5 separate regions of the Mus musculus genome follow, and all the other regions are linked to region 1. Evidence: chromatin contacts called from public Hi-C and promoter capture Hi-C data. All regions are on one chromosome and are shown on one strand. Each heading gives the region's core, a stretch centred on a gene start, on an enhancer-like site or on the middle of the called end of the contact. The rest is flanking DNA. Distances are from core to core; before and after follow the strand shown. Region 1 holds the start of Arl6ip6 (ADP-ribosylation factor-like 6 interacting protein 6). Region 2 holds the start of Cytip (cytohesin 1 interacting protein). Region 3 holds the start of Mbd5 (methyl-CpG binding domain protein 5). Region 4 holds the start of Gpd2 (glycerol phosphate dehydrogenase 2, mitochondrial). Region 5 holds the start of Epc2 (enhancer of polycomb homolog 2).

The links. Promoter capture Hi-C pulls out the DNA fragments that hold promoters and counts their contacts. A called contact is a pair of places that touch in the nucleus more often than the background predicts.
Region 2: a promoter capture Hi-C map of pre-B cells shows a contact between it and region 1. The contact joins the promoter of Cytip here to the promoter of Arl6ip6 in region 1. A contact is called at or near these places in 2 of 39 promoter capture datasets (the C10 cell line and pre-B cells) and 1 of 484 Hi-C or Micro-C datasets (B cells).
Region 3: a promoter capture Hi-C map of pre-B cells shows a contact between it and region 1. The contact joins the promoter of Mbd5 here to the promoter of Arl6ip6 in region 1. A contact is called at or near these places in 1 of 39 promoter capture datasets (pre-B cells) and 2 of 484 Hi-C or Micro-C datasets (B cells and CD8 T cells).
Region 4: a contact with region 1 is called in a Hi-C map of CD8 T cells, with 11 times the contacts expected there. The contact joins the promoter of Gpd2 here to the promoter of Arl6ip6 in region 1. A contact is called at or near these places in 2 of 39 promoter capture datasets (cranial neural crest and pre-B cells) and 1 of 484 Hi-C or Micro-C datasets (CD8 T cells).
Region 5: a Hi-C map of muscle stem cells shows a contact between it and region 1, with 7 times the contacts expected there. The contact joins the promoter of Epc2 here to the promoter of Arl6ip6 in region 1. A contact is called at or near these places in 1 of 39 promoter capture datasets (pre-B cells) and 3 of 484 Hi-C or Micro-C datasets (CD4 T cells, muscle stem cells and regulatory T cells).

Annotation. Positions count from the first base shown.
Region 1 is chr2:53,190,566-53,193,481 of GRCm38.p6, reverse strand. It overlaps Arl6ip6 (ADP-ribosylation factor-like 6 interacting protein 6), which reads right to left and starts at 1,398. Exons shown (of 4, transcript NM_022989.4): 1 at 960-1,398. The coding sequence starts at 1,359. It overlaps Prpf40a (pre-mRNA processing factor 40A), which reads left to right and starts at 2,228. Exons shown (of 26, transcript NM_018785.3): 1 at 2,228-2,459. The coding sequence starts at 2,250.
Region 2 is chr2:58,158,613-58,161,528 of GRCm38.p6, reverse strand. Cytip (cytohesin 1 interacting protein) reads left to right here and starts at 1,407. Exons shown (of 8, transcript NM_139200.4): 1 at 1,407-1,647. The coding sequence starts at 1,474.
Region 3 is chr2:48,948,020-48,950,935 of GRCm38.p6, reverse strand. Mbd5 (methyl-CpG binding domain protein 5) reads right to left here and starts at 1,428. Exons shown (of 17, transcript NM_029924.2): 1 at 1,387-1,428. It overlaps Orc4 (origin recognition complex, subunit 4), which reads left to right and starts at 1,669. Exons shown (of 14, transcript NM_011958.4): 1 at 1,669-1,819.
Region 4 is chr2:57,236,959-57,239,874 of GRCm38.p6, reverse strand. Gpd2 (glycerol phosphate dehydrogenase 2, mitochondrial) reads right to left here and starts at 1,493. Exons shown (of 17, transcript NM_010274.3): 1 at 1,308-1,493.
Region 5 is chr2:49,450,001-49,452,916 of GRCm38.p6, reverse strand. Epc2 (enhancer of polycomb homolog 2) reads right to left here and starts at 1,431. Exons shown (of 14, transcript NM_172663.4): 1 at 959-1,431. The coding sequence starts at 1,111.

The DNA of each region.
Region 1 (2,916 bases), core at 149-2,648:
TTGGGAGGCAGAAGCAGGCGGGTTTCTGAACTCAGAAATCAAGGCCATGGCAAATACAGTAGTGGATGCTCACAGTCAGCTATTGGATGGATCACAGGGCTCCCAATGGAGGAGCTAGAGAAAGTACCCAAGGAGCTAATGGGAACTGCAACCCTATAGGTGGAACAGCAATATGAACTAACCAGCACCCCGGAGTTCTTGACTCTAGCTGCATATGTATCAAAAGATGGCCTAGTCGGCCATCATTGGCAAGAGAGGCCCCTTAGTCTTGTAAACTTTATATACCCCAGTACAGGGGAATGCCAGGGCCAAGTAGTGGGAGTGGGTGGGTAGGGGGGCAGGGCGAGAGGGCGGGGGGGGGGGGAGTATAGGGGGCTTTCAGGATAGCATTTAAAATGTAAATGAAGAAAATATCTAATAAAAATTTTTAAAAAAGAATATTAAAAAAAAAAAAGAAAGAAAGAAAGCCAGCCAGTTTGGTCTACAAAGTGAGTTCCAGGACAGCCAGGTCTATACAGAGAAACCCTGTCTCAAAAAAGAAAAAAAGAAAGAAAGAGAGAGAGAGAGAGAAAAGTAGAAACTTGGGATGGGGTGGGGGTGGGGATCCTTGTCCTAGGTTCAGAGAACAGTGCAAACCCAGCATGTCTCTTAACATCAGCCTTAGGACGTACAGCAGTACTTTCTTACACGTACTTTTTTGATCCTTTTAAAAGTAAGGGGCTCTGCTGTTTCAACTCAAAGTGTTCAATGCCTTTACGGCATTAAAGACTGTAGATTTAGCCAAAGATCTTTTCTAAATGGGTCTCATGACGGAGCAAGGACGTCCATCTAGGGAGAGAAGACAAAAGGGACGATAGCAGTCTCGAGGGAACGCTTTGGGAGGAGAGTGTGAATGGGGGCGTGTGATGTACTGGCTGCACTTTACGCTGGACAGCCTTTCAAGGCCTGGGCTTCAATACCTTTAACGATCATGTAGGCGATGGCGAGAAGGAAAGCAAGGAGGACGGCGAACAGCAGCGAACAGAGAATGGAAAGGGCTTGGATGGGCCACCGCCGAGCCTGGGTTCGCTTGGCCGCAGTGGCCGGGAAGATGCCGTTGCGCTTATCCGGCAGGACCGGAGACCCGTCCCCGACCCGGGGGAGTAGCGGGGCCCTCTTGGTCTCCGACGACGCCCTGGCTGAGAACTCTGCCCGCAAGTCGCGGGCCACTTGGTCGCATCCCTCGTCTTCGTCGCCTTCGCCCTCACCCCAGCTGTCCCCCTGAGTGTAGTCGGAATACCCGGGCCGAGTCGCAGGGCCTGGGGTAACCTGACGGCGCCTCCGCGCGCCCGCAAACCTCCAACTCTCCACGAACGACATGGCGGGAAAGACTGAGAGTCCCGCGAAGGTCGGCTGTCCACCACCGCCACGCCCCGCCCCGGCTACAGCCAATCAGAGACGGCCGTCGGCGGACCCAACCACCGCGCGCAGAACCGTAGGGGAGTGCAAGAGCGGGTTACCCGGGGACTCCGCTTCCGGAGGCGCCGTGGGAGCGCGCGCCCATGGCCCGCCGCGACAACACTCTCATTTATTCCACCCTTTCGGGTCCTGTGGGCACGCACCTCTCGAGCCCCATGACCGCAGTTCCGCGCCTTCCTAACCGCCAGTCGCTTCCTCCCTCGGGCGAGAGATCTCTGTCTTTACCGCTCCCCGCCAGATACAGTTCGCGCCTCCGCCCTTCACTATGCCGGGCGCGCGCGCAGCTCTCGAGTTTCTCCCCCCCACCCCCAAAGGCACGACCCCCTCCCCAGGGCAACCGCGCGCGCGCGCACTAGGCCGCTAACGCCGGGTGCCGCTTCCCCCGCCCCACCCCCACCCCACCCCTGGTGGCCTCAGGTTTGTGGGGCGAACGTAACTAGGGCGAGGGGCTGGACGCCACTGCCCCACCCCCCGACGGGGTGCGGTGGCCCGAACCCGGGAATCTGGGTCCCCGCCGTGTCCCCTTTCCTGGGGGAAGTTGGTAGAGTTTCCCCGGCAGAGCACTCGACGCAGAAACTTCCTCCGTCCCCCCTCCCCCCCCCTCCATGCAGGCGACGCCGAGCGAGGCAGGGGGCGAATCGCCGCAGAGCTGCCTGTCGGTCTCGCGCTCTGATTGGACAGTAGGGAAGCCTGTCAGTTTATTGGCCCCGCTGATCCCGCCCCGCAGCTCAGGGCAGCCTTTACCCTTTGGCCCCGGCGGGCGCCAGCCACTCAGATCGCTTCTTGTTGGTATGTGCAGCGGCAGTGGCCGCCGACGGAGCAGTCTGAGCCCGACGATGAGGCCGGGGACTGGAGCCGAGCGTGGAGGCCTCATGGTGAGTGAAATGGAGAGCCAACCTCCCTCGCGGGGTCCCGGGGACGGGGAGCGGAGATTGTCCGGCTCAAACCTGTGCTCCAGTTCTTGGGTCTCTGCTGACGGCTTCCTGAGGAGACGGCCCTCGGTAAGGGATCGGCGGGGTAGGGGAAAGCGGCACAATGAAAAACCGAGTCAGAGAAACAGGAAGCTCTCTCCAAACGGAGAAGAGCATATCAGGAAGAGAGCTGCAGATGGTGGGCTACGTCCCAAGGGGGAGAGATGGAGGGCGGGAACACACAAAGAAATAGGTGGGACCTTGGACTTGCCAGTGGTCTTGGCCTAGGTAGATAGATGCCTTAGGAAGAAGGAAGGTGCTGGGCCCCGGGCGGACTGTGCATCTGAGAGCCCCAGGCTTGACTTACAGTAGGGACACTTAAGTCTGTGGGACTTAAGGAGCGGCTGCTGCGGTCTTATTTCTCCGGGAGTGGTGGTGATTTGCAGGGCTTGGGGGATTCGGTTGGGAGAATTGGCTGCGGATACTTAGTTTCAAGCCAGGAACAATGGAAGTATTATATTTTAAGCTCCCTAAAACGGCATGAATT
Region 2 (2,916 bases), core at 158-2,657, 5.0 Mb before region 1:
CCAGTCAATCATTAATGTCTGCAATCTACAGACTAATACCTCATAACACTGAATTTGTACAGTTACTGTTTTCATCTATAGAACTTGGCTTGATTCAATGTTTGCAAGTATTAACACATTTACCTGACTGTAAAATTCCTAGAGGAAAAAAAAAATTGTTAAGCTACCAAAGTTACCAGCACTTTCTTTTGAATTACACATATCTGCCCCCTAGAAGGATGTGTGCTTGTAATCTCCAACTTAGATTTTATATGTTTTAAGGGACATCGTCTTCTTTCTATTCTTATTCAGTTCCAACAGTAAGGAGTCATGCTGTGTTAGAGCGTTACCGTTCTCCGATCCGGCTTCCTCTTTTCATTAATTCTGACGACTTTATGACTCACACTTGGCCAGTTCTGCTTGGGTTGAACCCACTTCGAGTTCTAGTGCACGCATTCCATTCTAGCTCGGAGCTTTTCTAACTCTTGTAAACTCTAGTAGTGACCTTCCAAACGACTTTTACGTGCGTGTTTGACTTCTGTGCTATTTAAAACTTCTCCTTTTTATTTTTGCTTTGATTCTGCCTTTTACGTACTTTCCTGCTTCTGGGTGAAACCCGTTATCTTCAACTACTTGAAAAATACAAAATTTAAAAAATAAAAAAAGCAACTGTTTTCAAGTCCCTCCCCCCACCGTGATGGCACACTGCCACAGGAACCATCCTGTGTTATCTCAGCTTGACTACCCCCTTCTTTCCCACTGCTTTCTTCCCCCCTAAAGTTGTAGGTATGAGTAGCCCCAGATACGAACAATGTTCTGCACTAAATACGCTGCCTTTCCTTCCCCTCCCCGTTATGTTCTTATAAAGCTGATGGGTAATTGCGGTAAGAATAAAGCGGCATAAAGGCAATTAGGTGAATGTCAAACGGCTACAGCTCTAGGGACAGAATGCATTTTTGATGAACTTTAATGAGGTAGAGGGAGGAACACCACAAGGACTTTACCAGAGAACAACCTGGCCAGCACCTGTGACATTTACAGCCAAAAGAGTGAGTGAGGGCACAGTCTGTTAAGTGCACGGGGGTGCTAATATTAAATGAGCAAACGGGTAGGAAGCAAATGAGCGAACTTGAACAAAGTTGTTTTCTTTTCTTTTCTTTCTCTGGAAAATTCTGTTTTGAGTACCCGTAGCCATAGAGTATCAAACTCTATGTTCCGGCTGTTTGAGGGAGGAAAAGTACACTGATTTTTTTCTTTTTCTTTTTTTTTTTTTTTAATTGTAGAAAAGGAACGCAAGGTTCTCTCAGGAGCACTGGAGAGTAGGAGTGACCTCCTCTATAGGCTTTGTGCAACAGTGTCTCAAACCACAGCAGTCACATGGGTTCTGTTGGCTTTGCTACTTTTTCGACTGCGTGTCAGAGGGCTGTGCATTTCGCTTCCTCCCTCCTGCAAGGCCAGGGAACCATGTGTTGGCGGGATTAATCTTTGCCCACAATGTCTCTGCAAAGGTTTCTGCAGCGGCAGGGCAGCAATGGCAATTTGGAGTACTGTGCTGACTCTGCCTACGGCTCCTACTCCGTCCTCACGGGCCAGCTCACGATGGAAGACAACCGAAGGATTCAAGTGCTGGCAGACACTGTAGCTACTTTGCCCCGGGGACGAAAGCAGGTAAGGTTGCTGCGCTGTCTAGAGTGTTCACGTTTGCCTGACCTCTGCTGAAAGTGGTACCTGCTCCTGCGTGTCTCTGTTAACTTTGACTACCAGCCTTATTCCCCGCGCTTAGGAGTCATTTCGGTTCTTATTCAAAGGAGAGTTCTTTTCCCTGAGGAGAACCTCTGTCTACTACCCAATTAACTTAGGAGTTAATGACTGAGAGTACATGTGAGGGGGGAGGTGACATGTCTACCAGAGATAGTATCACAGTTGAAGGATAGAAAAACAGTCACTTTTTTTTTTTTTTAAAGTAAGACTCAAATATTTATCTTCATTTAAAGATGTGCTCAGGTAAAATGAAAGTTGTTGAGAACAATGAACATGAAGGTCGTTTACAGGTACACAACCCACACGATCAACACTCCTCCGTTTGTGTGTCTGTTCATTGTCTCCCTCTGGGCTTACCTCCAGGCCCCGTCAGTTCACAATCGAGAGAAGACTTCTCCTTGAACACTACCTCTGTCAGCCAAGTGAATTCTTCAGTCCTGGAGCAATGATAGAACCTTGGGCTATTGGGAAGTAGGACTATTTCGGGGAGGTGAATGGGCTGCTTGGTAGCTGTGGCATACAGAGCAAGTTGGTAGCTGCCCCCCTCACATTATGTCTTTCTGAAAAGGAAGCTATCAAACTAAACTCCATTCACTTGATTAGGTAACAGCAGAAACAACTTCCTTGAACCCTCTGCCCTTTAAGTAAGGAAATGTACAGGGCACTCAGCACTCAATAAAGGCTGTTCGAAAATTTTTATGAAATGTCTTTAGAGATGAAAACTCAACTGGAAAAGTATGTGTCTAGTGAATTTGTTCTGAATCTTTGGTCTTCCATTTGTAATACATAAGAATGAACTATATACCACTTTATGTATTTTGATCATATACTTTTCTATAAGGTCCAAGGTGTGTATTTGAATTTATATAAACAGTCATGCACAAGATGTTTAGAACTGACTTAAAACACAGCTTTGTGGCTTACTACATTGTGCATATTGTGTTCTCCTCTGAGCTCATCTAACTTCAGCATTACAAAGTTGAAGCGTAGGGGAGAGTCAGGACCTGATGTGGTGAGTGGATTCCTTGGCATTTTCCACAGTGATGAAGCTCATTTGCTAGTAGTTGATTGTCATTCTCAATCCAACGTGTTTTTATAATACAAAGTTTGGTGAACATCTGTATCGATTTATAAATGGGCAACACAGGAAACGCCAACGGGTTTACTCAGATTCTA
Region 3 (2,916 bases), core at 179-2,678, 4.2 Mb after region 1:
GAGAATACCAATGGCATTTAAACTTTAAGCATTTTAAGCTTTAAATATATAGTCAAACATGAAGCAAATATTTTTTACAAAAAAAAAAAAAGAGAGAGAGAGAGAGACAAGTGTAAAATCCAACCAAAGGCCTTATGAAGTAAAATTTGAAATTCGCTATGCCATTCAGACAAAATGAAAAATGGAGAAGCTAAACACCTAACGTAAAACCAGTCAAGTCTTTCAACACTAAAGTCAATATCCAAGCCACAGACAAGCAAAGAGAGAGAAACACTCAGGTCTACAACTGGTTAAAGCAGTTCCAACACAATTCAGATCCCGACATTTTCCCACTCAGAAACAAATGCAGGCAGCTTTTCCTGAGGAAAGAGGAAAAAAAAATCTCTCCAAACGTAATTTTTTAAGTGACATCCAGAAAGTATGCCTCTTTTCTGTCTCTTTCCCTGGCGCCTCATTGGAGGAAGGAGGGGGTTGTTTTTGTATTCTCCCCCAGTGAAGCAAGACACAATCAGATGTTAGCTGGAGAAAGCACTTTTGACAACAGCAAATAAAAATAAAAGTGTCCTTCCTTCCCTGACAGGGTGGACACCCCACCTCACACACCCCTCCTCACTCCCGCCCCTCCTTCACTCCCCCCCCCCCCAGCACCACCCCCTCCTCACCCCGGAGCTCCACTGCGTATGAGGTTTGGTGCTACTGCTGCCCCGGAGTGAAAGTCAGAGCCAGAGGAAGGCAATGGAGCCCCCACAGACACACTTACCTTTCCTGCCCCCCACTTTTGAGTGCCTTCCCTGGAGCTGTGGAGGATGACACAAAGGGTAATAAAGGGGGGGAGTGGAGGAGGAGGAGGCGAAGGAGGAGGAGGAGAGCTGGGGAAGTGGCTGCTCCCGGTGTAGGGAGATGTCTTCAGCCAGGGCCAAGCAGCAGCAACAGCAACAGCAGCAGCAGCAGCAGCAGTAGCAGCAGCAGCAGCCAAGGGTCTGTGTTGCTAAGAGGCTTTTGGTCTCTTTCTCTCCTTCTCTCCCGGCCACAGAGAAGGAGGGTGGAGGGGGCTCTGGAAGCAGGCGTGTGGAGGGCTGAGCGGGTAGGAGTCGTGGATGGGGGTTTTTCTAAGAAGAAGAAACTCCTCTCCTCTCTCAGGCTCAATTCCCCCACTCGGGGCTCAGAGCTGGAGGGTGGGGGAGGAACTCGGCCGCCTTCCCCCCACCCCCCTCAATTCAAGGTTGAAGTGGGGTAAAATTAGTGTCCTGTCCCTTTAAAAATAGAAATAAAAGGTGCCCCCCCTCTGCCACTGCCTCTCTCTTCATCATCAGCTGCTGCTGCTGCTGGGGTCTCTCTGCTTGGGGGGGAGGGGGGGCTCGGGGAGACGAGACGGGAGGCACTCACTGCGCATGTCCCGTTCTGACGGGAGGCTGGTTGGTGGAAGGCAAGGAGGAGGGGGAGGGGAGGAAATGAGATGGTTTTCCCAGAAGGCTCCAAGGCGCTGGCGACCCGGAAGCCATTGTAAGCAGGGGGTAGCCGGGCGGGGGCGGGAAGAGGGAGGAAGTTGCTACTCTAGAGCAGCCCCAGCTGCCTCCTCCCTCCTCTGGGAGAGCGGAGGGACGGAAGTAGGCGGGGACCGACCTGAAAGCAGGTCACGTGGTGGGGCGGAGCGGGGGCGGGGCCGCCAAAGCCGGCCGGTCGCCGTGCATGCTGGGAGTTGCTGTGCGCGGTGGGCTGCAGTAGGAGCAGCGGGACTGAGAAGGTGGTGAACATCCTTCGGTCCTCACCGTCGGCGGCGGCCGGCTTTGCCCGATTTAGGCAGGCTTGACTGGGAGAGGTAAGGCCGGTCTCGTAGGCAAGGTGAGGGCCGCAGTGGCTACGGGCGGGTGGACAATCTGAGGGGAGTGGGAGGCTCGTGCAGGCCGGGTAGGCCTAAAGCAGGAGGCCTGCCCCTGGCTCTCGGCTTCCGGGAGCTGCTGTGGACGAAGCGGGCACAGAGCTCAGCAGAGACGGGCTACAGAAGGCTTTTGGGTGAGGAACATGATTGGGCAGTGTTGAGAGGTCAGGTTCTCTGCAGAGAGAGAAGCACTACCTGCTTTAGAGCGTGCGACATATTTGGAAAAACCTAACCAGATGTGTGCCTTTTGATCAGCTTCTGCGGTAGCCTTGCTCATACACATCCTGCCTTCCTGACTTTTCTGTTTTCTTTGGGATTTTGGAGAAGCTGTAGGCATGTAGGCAAGGAACGGGCAGGAAAGGTCTGAGTGAGGGCTCCCTGCATGCTCTCTGCCTTAATGCTGCAAACACAAAAGACTGCCCGTTTGAGGATGCTTGGGATTGTTTGGTCTTTCATACAGAGTTTTGTCACTAAAAAAGAAAAGCCTTGAAATATTCTTTTCTTGTGGAGCTAAAGAGAAAGCTTTTTGTCTGGGTGTTTCTTTTTTTTATAGTGAAATAACGGCTTCTTTTTCATTTTAACTTTCTTCGTTAGTCTTTTAGCTGGTTTTTGTCAAGATACATCGGAGGACTATTACCTCGTCTTTAATAATCCAAGTTACATTAAAAAAAATTCAAAATCGGAGATCTTCGCACTTACTCTTACTTAGTCTTAACTATTTTAGTTCTGCTCAGTAGGATTCAGTCTGTTAAAAGTTACACATTTTCCCGAATTGTTCTTGGTGCAAGTCTATACAGTACGCTATTTAATGTATCCATTGCACGGTGCTTTTTTTTTTTTTTCCTTCGTCCTAGGGAGGTAATTATGTCAGATGGGTTCAAAACAAAACTCCAGTGCCCTAAAATTTTTATTAGAAAACCAAGTCTCAATCTTCTTATAGAAAACTATTATGACCTAGGTAAAACTTTTAAATCCTGTTTTGTGTAATGGCCTAAGTGTGTGGGAAACTGCACAAAACACAGATGTAGAGAACGACT
Region 4 (2,916 bases), core at 244-2,743, 4.0 Mb before region 1:
ATGGACAGGATAATGTAAGAATTCTATCAGTATGTCAACATCATTCATCTCATTCATCCACAGTGACAATCAACTCTTTTTTGACTGTCTATAAGAAGCATTAGTTATAAGACTCAGCAGTGGGGTGTGACATCCACTGAGAACTGCTAACTCTGTGCCCTTTTCATTAACAGTGAGGCATGCAACTGCCTTCCCATGGTTCCTAGAATGACTTATTTATAAGGTGACTATGTGACTAATGCTCTCAGAAAGCAGAGTTCTAACAGTTTTGTCTCTCATCCCAAATTCTTTCCCATTGTTCACTGAGGTGAAGGGTTAGGTTGCTAAAATGAAGGAAGTGTGGTCGTTTGACTAATGTCTCTATGAGAAACAGGGGGAGGTTTCAACACTCATCATTAAGGCCCCAGAGACAGCACATGCTATCCACTGGGCAATGGCATCCAGGCCCCATATGCTAACCAACAGCTCCCAAGAAGCCCCATGGTCCCAGAGAGGCCATCACCAGCACTTTCCACGTTCAAAAAGAGAAATTCCAAGACTCTCAAACTTTGAAATACATGCAAGATACAAAGTTTTGTTTTAAGCAAACAGGGCAACTTCCTTCTCTCACCTACTCACACAAATTGACAAATGTAACTTTTGGCTGTTTCTGTAGCAACCCCTGGGATATTTACTTCTTGTAACACTTAGATGCCCCTGTCATTGAACTTTTGTAAGAACTTGTGTTGCTTGAGGAAGGCTGTTTCAGGAGTACGTATATCTTCCTAAGGGATAAAGGACGGTCTAGGGACCATCACCTGCTAAAAGCCTTCCTAAAGCTGCAGCACTCAGCAAACTTTCTTTGGCAAGACACAGTTGCTTTGCGGAGAGAGGAGGCTGTTGCCGGTGTACACTTTGCATTTCCTCCTGGGCCAGTCACACCCCGGCAACTGAGTTTCTCAAAGAAAGCCTCCTCCCCCTTGCAGAAGGGTCTTCCCCGCCTCACCTCAGAAGGAAACAGCAAGCCTCCGCATCAGACAAGCCACTTTCACAAGTTAAAACTTTGCATAAAGTTTCATTGATGTGGGAACGCCCTGCCTCCAGCTAGGTAAAGCGTATCTCAAACGTATTCCAGTCTCGCCTAACCCTGAATGAGAATTGTGCTCCTCCTCCGTTGGTGGGAACAAATTCACAGTCTCGCCCCAGTTTCCCGCCACCACCACCTCCACCTCCGCCACACCGCAGTCCCACCGAGTCACACAAGTCAGAGAGGGACCACTTCCTCCTAGAAGCCGAGGCAGAGGACCAGGTCGCCAGGACGCACACACCTGAGATCGGTCGTCACGCGCAAGGGGTCGGCGAGCAAGGGAGTCAGGATCCTCCAGCCAGAACGGAGTCGGCCTCACCGAGAACCAGAGTGGCCCTGAGCTCGCGGCGAGCGCGCCGGGATGTCACCGGGTCAGGCGGGGCCACCGTAACCCGACCCGCCCGCCGACGCCCCTCCCGGCCACTTCCTCCTCCCCTCGTGCGCCTCCGCCTCCCCGGGGGATGATCCGGCAACTCAGCCACCGCCTTCGCCGCGACACCGCGGCCCGGGCGACTCTGCCCGGCAGGGAAATGCGGAAGTGCAGCCGGTGGGAAAGGGCGGCTGCAGACCCGGCGCTCTGGGTCTCGCAGGGACGTGGGCTGGCCATGCCCGAGGTTATCGATCCTGCCCTGAGCCCCGGCGGAGCACGACTCCATACCCTGCCACTCCTTGCTAGCTGGAGGAAAGAAGAGAGGGCTGAGCTAGGCCGGGGAAGCCGCTGTGGTGTTGGGTTTCTGTCCCTCCCCACGCGGGCCACTCCTGCCATCTGCCCTAGGGGGAGGACGTTTCCCCCGCCTGCTGCCTACCGGGGTTGCCTTACCTGATCACCCGTCGCGCGCCCTTAGATCCGGCGTCCCCTCCTCCGCGCCTCCCAGCCGCCAGGCTTCCCTGGGCCTAGAAAGGCGTCTAGGAGTCGGGGGACTCTAGGGACTCGGCCTGCAGCTCTCGGCCCAGATACCCCAGCGTGTTCTGTGGGCGCTCCAGGCCTGTGGACCCCGGGCCTGAATGTTAGCACCGGGACCCGCTGAGAAGAACAAGCCAAATCAGCAAGGGTGGGATGCTGAGCGCTGGCCCAGCGGGCCGGGCCTCGTACAGGTGGGGGGAGGCGGAGAACCCTGGCTGCGGAGCCACAGGCTTCCCACTTGCACCCCCTCCCAACCCGACCCTGCCCACTGAGCATGCCCAGCTCACTTGTTGCAACTAAAAGGGTTAAGCAAAACCAAGGGTACCCAAGGAGGGCTCAGTTCGGGTTCCGAAAGACCCCACTTTAAATCCTGAGATTATGGTGTTGAAAAGTAGGCAGGGACTGATCCGAAAAGCTCCTCGTGCCAAATTAGTTTGAAGGAAATTGTAGCAGTGTTTAGTAATCAATTGCTAAGTCACATACATAGTATTCTTAAACCCTGTAGAAATGCCTATAGTTTGGGGTCACAAACTCACAGTAACTTATGGCAAACAAACCCTCTGTAAAGGCAAAAGAACTTGTTCCTGGCCTTGGACACGCTAAATTTACGAACTAAGCTTCTGTCGCTGTACCACTGAAAGGGTTTGGAAATAAGCCAGGGAATCTTTAGCGTTTAAAATGTGCCTTTCACAGTACAGCTATGGTGCCTGGTACAGCATCACCTGAGAACTTGGCAGAAATGCAAACAATCTGAGCTAGTGGCTACCTGAGTCCCAAACATCCGAGTTCCAGCTCCAGACCTAACCAAGCATTACAGAGGTCCAGATTCACACTAAGGGTTGAGAGCTGATGTTCAATAGCTCGGTCCTAAAGGATTCTAGTTTGAGAGCCCTAGAAGTAAGCCACTGACTTTCGGTTTTCCTGTTTTTCAGATCTCAAATATTTA
Region 5 (2,916 bases), core at 182-2,681, 3.7 Mb after region 1:
AGGTTCATTGAAGAAATTCTTCAGGGTGCAGTTACTATGAACTCCGCACACAAGTAACAACACTCCAGAGTCGTAAACACTGTCAAATCGGAGGAAATTCAGTCTTGGGTATAACTTAACCCCCGGGAAGAAGGAAACAGCATTTTGTCCAAATTTTAACATCTGGTCAAAAACGCAACTGTCAATGCGGACGCTCTGAGCCCTCAAGTTGTAAACAGCCATCCCGCATGCAACTTCCCCGGACGCTCGCTGCACGGGAAGCGCGGGCCTGGAGGCCAGTTTCAAGCATTCGGGCTCCGTCCTAATTCCGCACAACCGAGGAGGGGCCAGCCCGGCAGGCGAAGCCGGCGTGCAGATCAGAGGACTCGCTAACGCAGAGTCCGGACCGGGGGTCGCTGCCCGGCCGCAGGGATGCATCGCCTACTCCCGCGGCACCTCTAGCGGGCAGCGCAAACCATCACCCATCACCCCACTAGCAGGAAGATGCATGTTTTGAAAGAGCTCTACTTTCCCGAGATCGTTTGTTTCAAAGGCAATTTCGTGCACGCACAAATTTTAAAACGCAACGAAAATAGCGCCTTAGCCCAAGGACCCTTTCTCGACCCATTAACCCCGCTCCCGGCGAGATGTCTACGAGGTAAACAGAGGCTGTACGCCAAGTGCGGGCCGGCGCATCCCTGCGCCATTCCCGGCCGCTGCTTACGGCAGGGCCCCCTTACGGCAGCGTAAGCGGCGCCGAGAGCTAATCACAACACTGGGACGCAACAACATGGCGGCCGCGGGCGGGCGCTGCGCCGGCCGACGGGTTTACGCTACTCCGCCGGCGTAGGGTCCGGAGCGCGCAGCGGCAGCGGCGCCCTCCAGCGAGCGTAGAAGCGCTCTGTGAATGGCGAGGCCCGGCTGACAAAGGGGAGGGGGGAGGAGGGAAGGGGGGGGTAATAAACACTCGAGTCCCTACCGATTCCTCCTCCTTCTCCATCCCGGTGGGCATCTGGGGCACGGCCCGGTTGATGGAGACGCAGTCGTTGAGATCAGGCATGTCCTTGCCGCGGTAGATGGGCAGCGGTTTGGCGGCGTCCAGCGCCCGCGCTCGGAAGGAGAGTTTACTCATTGTCTCCCCGCCTTACAGGAACAGCCCGGGCGGCGGCGGCGGGGCGGGCGGGGAGGGGGGGGGAGCACTCCCGCCGCCTCCTCCACCTCCTTCCTCAGTGCAGCGCGGCCGGCCCGCTCCTCCTCCTCCTCCGCAGTGCCCCCGGCCCCAGCATGGGCGCCCACCCCGCCCCAGAACAGCCCCCCGCCGCCCGCGGCCGCTTCCACACTCTAGATCCGCCGCTCGCCCGCCCGATCCGCTCCCTGCGCCATGGCCAACATGGCGGACATTACCACAGCGGCGGCGAGCGATCCCGGCAGCCCGCGCGAGAGCGCGCCCCCGCCTCGGGGACGCGCGTCGCCCTCTCCCTCCCTCCCTCCCTCCCTCCTTCCTTTCCCTCCCCTGCCTGCCCACCCACTCTCTCCGCGGCGAGGCGCGGCCAGCCCAGCCGGCGAGAGCGAGCCGAGTCCCGGTGGCCCTCCTCGGCGGGACGCTCGGCACGCAGGCGGGGCGGCAGGTGCCAGGTGCGCTCGGTCCCCGGCTCCGGAGCGGGCGCCTCGGTGCCTCCGCCGCCGACTCGCTCCGCGCGGGGCTCCCTCGGGAAGGCTCAGTGCCTAGGACCGCTCGCCTCGGGGGGACAGGAGGCCTCCGCCCCCGGGCCACCGGCCGCCCCTCGAGTCTGCACTTGGACAGCTCTGCTCGCCCCGGCGCCTGCTGGCTGGTTTCGCGCCTCGGGTTTGCGCATCCCCGGGGAGGTCCGACAAGTCCGCTGCGTCTGCCCACGCCGAGAGGCACAGCCCTGCTGCGTCTCGCGCCCTGAGAACTTGGGCAGTCCCTGTCCAGAGGAGCTCTCCAGAGTTAGGCACCGCCGAGAGGATGCTCGGGTAGACAGGAGGGTCAGTAGTTGGAGACTGCTACTTGAAATAGTTGCTGGACGCGGCAACAAGCGGACTTGCACCTGTCATCCAAACTTTCTTAGTTTGATGGTTGGCATTTCTTGAAATCTCTAACCAAAGTATGTGAAAACACTGGTTACAGTGACGACTCAAAAAGAGTTTAATAAAGTTCCGGACTCCAATTAGTTTGCGTGTTACTGTGTTACAACTAAACTGCTGGATAATTAGTAACAAGAGTCGTAACTACTTGAAAGGGCAGCTGCAAAGATGATGGGCCAAAAAAAAAAAAAAAAAAAAAGTAAATTCTTGAAGAAAATGATACAGACCACACAAAAGAGTGATGGAAAGTTAATTACCACATGACATCTATAGTCAGTTGCTGTGACAGGTCAAAGAAATTAGACATAGTTTTGGCCAGAAGTGGTTTGCAAAAGCTCTGCAAAAAGGAATCAAATTGACTCAATTAAATACTAGTCACTATTGATACAAACCTTTGTTGCAGTTTCTTAGTCTTTAAGCAGTACATGTTTCTAAGCAAATTGCCTCACTGTGCAACAGTTTTACCATTTTCTAATCATTGAAAAATACCCTACCTAGCTCATAAAAGGGTAGATGGTTTGCTAAAGTCCAACAATAAAAACGGGTTTCTTTGTCATGTCTTAATATAGCAAAACCATCTATCTCTCTTCATTGCCACCCATTATTTTTCTCTATTTTCTTCTCTCCCTGCTTTTTTTTCCCTCCCTCTCCCCCCCTCCCCCTTGTCTCCAGCTTTTCCTTTGAAAGCTGAATGGTGAATATTGACTTCCTGGTAACACAAAATAATCTAACCAGTCTGTCCGGGGACACTTTGGGATGTTATTCAGTGGCTTTGTTTTATGTCCACTTGTTACTGGTAACAATGCAAACAGACTGTGGCTCAATTCTTGT